Regions from separate parts of the Gasterosteus aculeatus genome. Here region 2 is linked to region 1. A link is a contact called in public Hi-C data. All regions are on one chromosome and are shown on one strand. Each heading gives the region's core, a stretch centred on a gene start, on an enhancer-like site or on the middle of the called end of the contact. The rest is flanking DNA. Distances are from core to core; before and after follow the strand shown.

Region 1 (3,852 bases), core at 403-2,902:
TGGCTTTTGTCTAAAACTGCCTTTGATTAACTTCCATTTGCCATGTGTGTAAAGGGCAGGCTCCTGGGTACCCTTAAAATCTTTTTTTATTTACATATCTTGAGGGGAGAGGTTGAGGGAAGATGGCATGACGTGGTTTTTGTGTCACCATAAAAAGTAATATGCATCTTGATCAAATGGGAAACAGTCTATTTGAATTTGAGTTTGTAACAATACCAAATGGGAAAAAGTGGAGGGGGGAGTGAATACTGATGCAAGGCAATGTATATCCGCGCTTAACTCATATTACCGAAGGGCGCAAGCAATGGTTTCCTTTTAGGAGGTTAACAATAGCTTTGTTAATATTTCTTCTTAGCATCTGTCACTTAAGGGCCGGAACCATTGCTGCCAGCAGTGCTGCTGGCTTCATTAGTGATTAATAGGACACTTCTCTTGAAGTTCTGAGCCTCATTTTGTTTCATATCACAGTGACAGAGAAAAGGTTTCAACAGCATAATGTTGCCAATAAATCTTTAAAATTAACGACTCCTGAATATTCTTGGGACCCATTCTCATCTTTCTGCAACTCACTATTTGATCCTCCTCCAACCATTGTCAAACAATGTACTACATCCCCCAAGCTTCCCACCACAGCCGCCACAGCCAAGATTTTCATGAGAAATGCAGGGAGGACAGTGAGTCTCCACCTTTCACCAACCGCTTTTCTTTTTATCTGCTCACAGTTCGTTTCTCGCTCATCCTTCTGACTTGCAGTGTTTAGAAGTCTTTGTTTTCTCACTCTTACTGACATGCTGTGATTTTGTTTGGATTCATCATTGTATATCTGATGAGCCAGTCTGTCAGGACTCTTGAGTGTGTGTGTGTGCATTCATATATATATATATATATATATATATATATATTTAGAGTAATTCCTAACCCTGTGTAGTTTGTTCCAGAGGAAACTCTGCCTCTGACATGGGGAGATTAATTTAATTATCATGTTGATGAGAGCTGAGCAGCTAGAATCTCATATTTGTTTTTCTATGTACATCTTCTTAAACATATCAATGTGTTAGCAGTTTAAAAAATGTGTTCATCCCCTCCATCAAATCCTTGGCCTTGAAAGTACAACAAGGAGTTTTAAACCATAAAAGTTGCAGCCAGATTTGGGCAACAGAACTGTTTCTGGTTGGCCTCTGCATGACAAAAAGTGTTGGTATGTTTTAATGACCCTGGAGCGCGTTATGAAAGCAGACTTATTCGATCCATTCAAGTTCACCAACACACGTTAAGCCATGATGTCAGTTACAGCATGTGGTCTCTCACAGTGGCTGGTCTTTTTTTTGGTAAGCTCTTCATTACTTTGTCTGTACTAAAAGTATAATTGAAAAAATAGCAGAAATAAATCTTTGTCTTGTTTTGTCTGTTATAAATAAATAATTTTATAGTTAGTTTTTATCTTAAAGCTAACGCATTCTTGCTAAATTTTCACAGGAAGGTTTTTCTTTTCTTTATGATCAACATTCAAGGTTTTGCCTTTCTTGAGGCAATCCCTCTGGCAGAAGGGAATCAGGGGAATTGGAGGTGCAGGTGAAGAACCGGTGTGGGTTGTGTTGCCATTTGGATGTACCCTGGGTTCAGCACCACGGACAGCACCGTAGTGCTATGTGACTACGTGAGCAGCTTTGGGCTGCGAGGTGGCTAAAGTGGCACCCTGAAAACAGTCCTGCCATGCACTGTACATGGCCGATGAAGAAGCCAAGAGGATATTTTTATTAGATTTAAACACTTTTAACAAAAATCACTTGCAACGTACGTTTGATTGAGCTCTATTCAGATGTTTTTTTCCTGACTGACAGTGCCAGTGAAAGTCACTAGAGTGCCTGCGTTAGAGGAGCAGCAGGGACCTTAGTAATGCAGCCTCCGACTGGCTTGATTTTAGTTGCAGATGAAAGGTGGGGGTGCAAACTCAAACAAGAGAACCAAAGAGTGCAAAAAATGAGACAATTGACATACAGGTAAAATAGAGGGTTGGGGTTAGCCTTCATGGAATTCCACTCAAATTAGATTCCTGTGGCTTTTCCTCACCCGTGTTGTCTGGAAATATGCAATTATATACTGTATGTACTGTATATAAGTGTTCCCCTCTGTTGTATATCTACAGAGGCCCAGGGCAAGCCTTTCTTCTCCTATGTTCTTTGACTGAGGTTCCCATTTCCCCAAGGGTCCCCGACTGCTGACTCTTTCACCCCCCCCCCAGTGTGTGGCTCACAAACCTCCCTCCTCTCAGACAGTGCTGCTTTTGTCGCTCCCTCCGTTTGTTGCGAACACTTGCCGCGTCTGTGCCTCCTGGAACCCTTGAGGCCCTGGATGTCTGAGACGCCTTGGTAGAAAACCAGAGGGAGAACTATGGAGCAATGTTAGTCAAGCGTAAACCCCTTAGCGTCTCCTCTGTCGACCTCAGACCCACACAATGTCTTCTTCCAGCTCTCAAACCGCTTCTTAGACTTCCAAATGTGGGCTTTGATGTAGCACTGCCTTGTTGCTTTTCTCAGAGAGCGAGCCAAGGAAGAGAGAAGCATTGCAGACAGCTGTTAAAGCCACCATCATACCCTCGTGGTGCATGGGTTGGCCCTCGCTGCATTGGCACGAATGCTGTTGTGTCTCTCTTTAACTCAATTATGCACTCTCTTTGTTTTTTGTCCATTGCAGTTCAACTTTGTCTCTTGTCCCCCCCACACCCACCCTGCCCTCTTCTGGTCTTCCCTAAAGGACAACCTAATCTAAAGTCTTTTGTTTTGTTGTCTGGCTATAAACCTGTTTCTCATTTGTTAGGTGGCTGGCTAGCTCCCTGGTCCCAAAGTTATTTCAGCAGACAAAACAGGCCTCTGTTCCACAAACTATTTTTCTGATCTACCCCCATGTCATTAAATCGACAGGCGGTACTTGTACAAGACTTAGCCATCTTTTGTATACCTTTGGTAATGAAAATGAAATTTCATACTTTAAAAAAACAAAGCTTCAAGCTTCTGAGTAATTTACATGTTGAAATTGTTTTGGGAGGAATTGTAAGCTACCATCTAAAGACTTGCCTATGATGGAAACTTATGCAAAGCTACTGTTGTTGTTTATACTTCTGGTGCATGTCTCACAGTCTCAAACCTCCTGTTATAGTCTGTGAGACGGAACGAAGGAATGCTGGTAATGGGTAGACGACCGCTGCAGCCTTGCTGGCCCGTCTCCTGCAGCATCCAGGAACACTGATTACGTCTCCGCTGCGGACAGACAACAGTTATGCTCGAGGACAATAGACTCACTCGTTCAGTCTGCAGTAGGACAAGGGTTAGAGGGGTTTGCTGTGTGTGTGCGCCTGTAAGCACGTCTAGCCAAGTGTATCTTTTTCTGTCCATTTATGCTTCTCGCCCACATCATCAAAGACACTTGTATCTTTGCCATCCAAATGAAGTAATGGCTCTGTGTTAACCAGGAAGTTAATAGTCATTTATTTTGGTTATGACTGACTGATGTCTTTGAGTCTCACGGGACAGGATTCAGCATGGGACTAGGCAGTAGACATGACATCGTACTGGGGATGGAATGCGGTCGGTTGATTGACTCACCGAATATAACTTACAGTTTATGCGGGCGGTGTTTCTCAGAAGTTGACACCATTTGTGAATGTGTCAGTCGCCGTATTTGGGTTTTGCCTTCTGAGTTTCCATGACAACAGAGAAACATGCCAGATGGGGTTTCCAAAAGTTGATGTGGTACTGATCTTATGATGAGACCAGACATGGGCCCAACATGATCTGTGTGTGAATGTTGATGTTTGGTTGGACAGGTGTTACTTGTTACATTTAGGTTAGTCAC
Region 2 (4,041 bases), core at 565-3,064, 260 kb before region 1:
GTGAAAAGAATACGTTGGAAAATGTCCACGACTATCATGTAAAAGTGTGGGGTTAATGTTTCTTCTAATCCGTCGCAGTGTTTTGACAGTGAAGACGTGAGGCCCGCGTGATATGAAACCTAACGAAAAAACCACAAGCGTGTCGGCTGCTGAACATTCTGCAGCTCTTAAGAAAACGACAATCAGGCTGCACGAGCTCCTGAAACATGGATTATCCGAAGCCTCTATATTTGTTGTCTCTCATGTAACGAACGGAAATAATCATTATTAATGATAATGCTTTAAATACCCATATAAAGAGATCAGCAACTCCATTCATGCGTTGCTGTAATTAAATAATTGTATTGTTTTTCGACTGGTGGGGTGATTTATTTTTATCTTTAATATTGAATATTTCTAAGAGCACGAATGGCGAGGTGAGGTTTCATCAAAGCGTGTTTTAGCGATCTTGCCTGAAAACATGAAGATGTACTGACAGTCAGAGCTTCAGTGAAGCCGCAAACTGCGTAGAGTTTAGCGGTACTTCCAATAGGCGGCGCTGCAGACCAGGTCTGAGCAGTGGAGGCCAGCGCTGCAGCAACGGTCCTGCTGTGAACATGGCAAAACGACACATTACTTTTCAAACTGGACTTCTGCATATTACTTACGTCTTAATATTATTTTTAAAAATGATAGAGAGAAAGGTTTAAAAACAAGATTCAATTATTCAACATTGATTCTGCATTTTGACGTTTCACTAAATCTAGTACACTTTTCTATACTTGACTTAAACTCGTAAAAAGATTTATTTAAATTTTCGGTGAATTTTCTGGTGGTTTTCATAGAAAACAAAAAAACCTGTGTAGCGTGCTGGTGATGCATTTGCGTGTGTGTGTGTGTGTGTGTGTGTGTGTGTGTGTGTGTGTGTGTGTGTGTGTGTGTGTGTGTGTGTGGTGTGTGTGTTCGTGCGTGCGTGCGTGTGCATATGAGTGGATCCATGAGGGATCATCATTATTATTATCATTATTATTATTTTGCATATGGCCAGACCAAGGCCACCAACCATTTGATTAAATGGCAGCATGATTAACATGACATACTATCTTCAATATGTTGTTATTTAAATTATCGAAATATATGAAATATGAAAGAATGACAGAACTGTTATTACTGCGTTTGGACAAAGGAGAGTTGTGTTTCAGGCCAATCCTATATATAGTCCCGCAACATATTGCAGAATATTTCAATGCACACAATACATCAAATATTTAAAAAAAAAACGTTATGTAATTTTAATGGAGAACATAAATGAATAATTGTGTAGCAAGAATCCTTTTTAAATGAGTGCCGTTCACGTGACAAAATAAAGAATGTATAAAAGAAGAAAAAACACAAGTGACCATGACTGCTTCGCGCTGTTGCGGATCTTGGGGTCAATGTACAGTGTGATGAATATTTTAACCTCATCACAAAGAAATAAAACGACTTCATGTGGTGGCTCTTTGGTGGCACTGTATTCCCGCAAATTAAGTGTGTAGTTTTAATAAATGGAAAAACATTGTAAACGGCATCCAGACACATTTCAGAGTTAGAAGAGGGGGTGAAAGAGGGATGACCATCTCCAAAAGACGGTCTCAGCCTTGACTGAAAGGTCTGTGAGAGGTGTCAGAGGAGGCAGGTTGAACAAAACACACTTCTCTACAATGGTCTTCAGACATAGTTGCTATCCAAACACAAATAAACAGAGGAGGAACATCGGAGTTAATGATAGAGGGGGGTGGAGGCGTGTCGGAGGGCGGGCTAAACACACCAGAGCCCCGGAGCCCTGAAAAGTGCAGGACCGGTGCGCATTACACACACTTCCAGCCCCAGCTCCGGACAGAGACACCCGCGCTGCCGCTGCTGCTGCCGCCAGCAAACTCCTCCAAACTTCTTCGCCCCCTTTTTGTCCCACAACTTCTCCCGACTCATCAGATCTGCGCTAAGGTCCGAGACTTCCCGGCTGTCTGCATGGCTACGTGAAAGTTTCATGGACTTGGAACTTGGAAAACCTTTCGCGGCGTTCTATTGGAGCTCTCCGCCACTATAGTTACTGTGGATTACTGACATAACGTGAGGACCTTTGGCAGAGTTTTGTTGGGGTAAGATTCCGTCTGTCCGGGTATTTTGTCAGCCCGATGTAGGGAACCGACACCACTCTGCTCAACTCAGCTCACTTGTTAGAAACTTTTCATCCAAAGGAAACTTACTGTTGCATGAACCAAATAGATCCGACAGTCGGTAAAATGTCCAAGACTGACTGATACTCAGTTATTAGAGACGATTGTTGGTTTGCGATGATCAACACCTTGGGGTGACAGCTCTCTATCCCAATGGGCCAAACATTGCCGAAACAAGTCTCTAGACTTTGGTTATGTTTACTTTGATGAAAGCAAAAAAAAAACTTGACAAGCACTCCGATAACACGACATGGCATTTATGCTGCTGTCAGAGTATAACATTAAGTCCAAAGGTTATTGAGAGGAAGAACAGGTCGGATAAAGTTACACACGTGGGCAAAGAACAACAAGTGGCTGCGCGGTGACTGGTGTTGCACCTGTGCAAACTTCAATTAAAACTGCCCCGTCTTTGAAAAGAGGAAAGCGAGGTGGAAAGAACTTCATAAGATGTGTGTAACAACTCTAAGCGACCTGACCCGAGCATGCGATCAGCCCTCCGGCTGCCGTGTCCCGCAGGACTCTCCCATCTGCAAGACAATCATGTCCAAACTCCCGCAGGTTTCAGACTCGGGAACGTGACGATTAGATTCGGGTGGAAAACATGTAGAACAAATGATCCAAACAGAATACGCAGGGTTTTATTTAATTTCGACCAAATCTAAAGGTCAGCGTGGGGCCTCGACTTACACGGTTTTCCTTTTCCCCTGTGTTGGAAAAGACAACTTGTCACCGCCGCATACATGGAACCGGGCCACCGTGGCTGTTGTTCTTTCGTAATGCACACTTCACCTTATTTGTCCGACATGTGGAGGAGACGCTTAGCTCCGCCGCCACAGGTCCACCATGAGCAGAAACACCTTAATTCAAAAACATGCCGTATGAAATCAAATAGTCCTAAAACGAGCTACATATCAGGCCTGCCAGATGAACTGGCTGCAGTCCCGCGAGCACGCAAATAAAAAGCACATGCACACAAAGTCACAATTAAAGTAGCATTCTTGTGGGTAATATTAGGCAGGATTTGTTTCGCGTTTCGCTCTAACCTGAGCGCGCATTTGACATACTCTTGGAACATTTAAAAATTCCTACAAATCCAGAGGTCACTTGTATTTCAGCGGTGTGAAACAACAGCTACAACCGTCAAAAACAACAACTTGTCTTCTCTAATTGCTTCGCCCGAACTTCATTCGGAGCGATCGGTGCCGAATCAAACATTCGCACCCACCCTTTTGAATTACAATTTTGATAGATTTTGTTTTTAAAAAGATGTAGCCTATAAATATAATATTGCTCATCTCTGCTTTTAAGCGTTTCTATTTACGCTCATGCGTTAGATACGTGTTTATATTCTCGCTGTGGTTCTACTTGTGTCGAACACGAAAAAAAAGTTGTTATGAAATTTAAATAATTGGAGGTCGTGAAATAAATATTAGAAATAAATTTGATCATGTATGTTAAGAAGAAAAATGGGTAAGAATAATGCATTTTTGTATTTAGTCTACCGTTTGTTTTATAGTAATATCATTGTAACGGGACATTAACGCTCAACACATTTTTCTCCCCCAGGGCTATCACCGTGTCTTCTGCAGAGGTCTGAGCCGAGATGGGGAGCAAAGCCCTGCACGCTCCGATCCCCCTGCACCCGGCCCTGCAGCTCACAAACTACTCTTTCCTGCAGGCCGTCAACACTTTCCCCGCTGACCAGCTGCAGGGCCTTTACGGCCTCAGTGCCGTGCAGACCATGCACATGAACCACTGGACTCTTGGTTACCCGCACATCCAAGGACTGAGGTCTACGATCACGGAGATGGCAGCCGCCCAGGGTCTGGTGGACCCAAGGATT

What was found. A called contact is a pair of places that touch in the nucleus more often than the background predicts.
Region 2: a Hi-C map of skeletal muscle shows a contact between it and region 1, with 2.6 times the contacts expected there. The contact joins the promoter of osr2 here to the enhancer-like site in region 1. A contact is called at or near these places in 2 of 6 Hi-C or Micro-C datasets (both in skeletal muscle).

Annotation. Positions count from the first base shown.
Region 1 is chr20:19,007,476-19,011,327 of fGasAcu3.hap1.1, reverse strand. All of the region lies in intron 46 of vps13b (vacuolar protein sorting 13 homolog B), which reads left to right. Among protein-coding and RNA genes, the nearest start is that of rgs22, 45 kb to the right of the region's middle. Within about 2 kb of position 1,652, at least 1 of the 9 cell types and tissues checked has open chromatin away from gene starts, as enhancers often do.
Region 2 is chr20:19,265,910-19,269,950 of fGasAcu3.hap1.1, reverse strand. osr2 (odd-skipped related transciption factor 2) reads left to right here and starts at 1,814. Exons shown (of 4, transcript XM_040166382.2): 1 at 1,814-2,120; 2 at 3,765-4,041. The coding sequence starts at 3,802.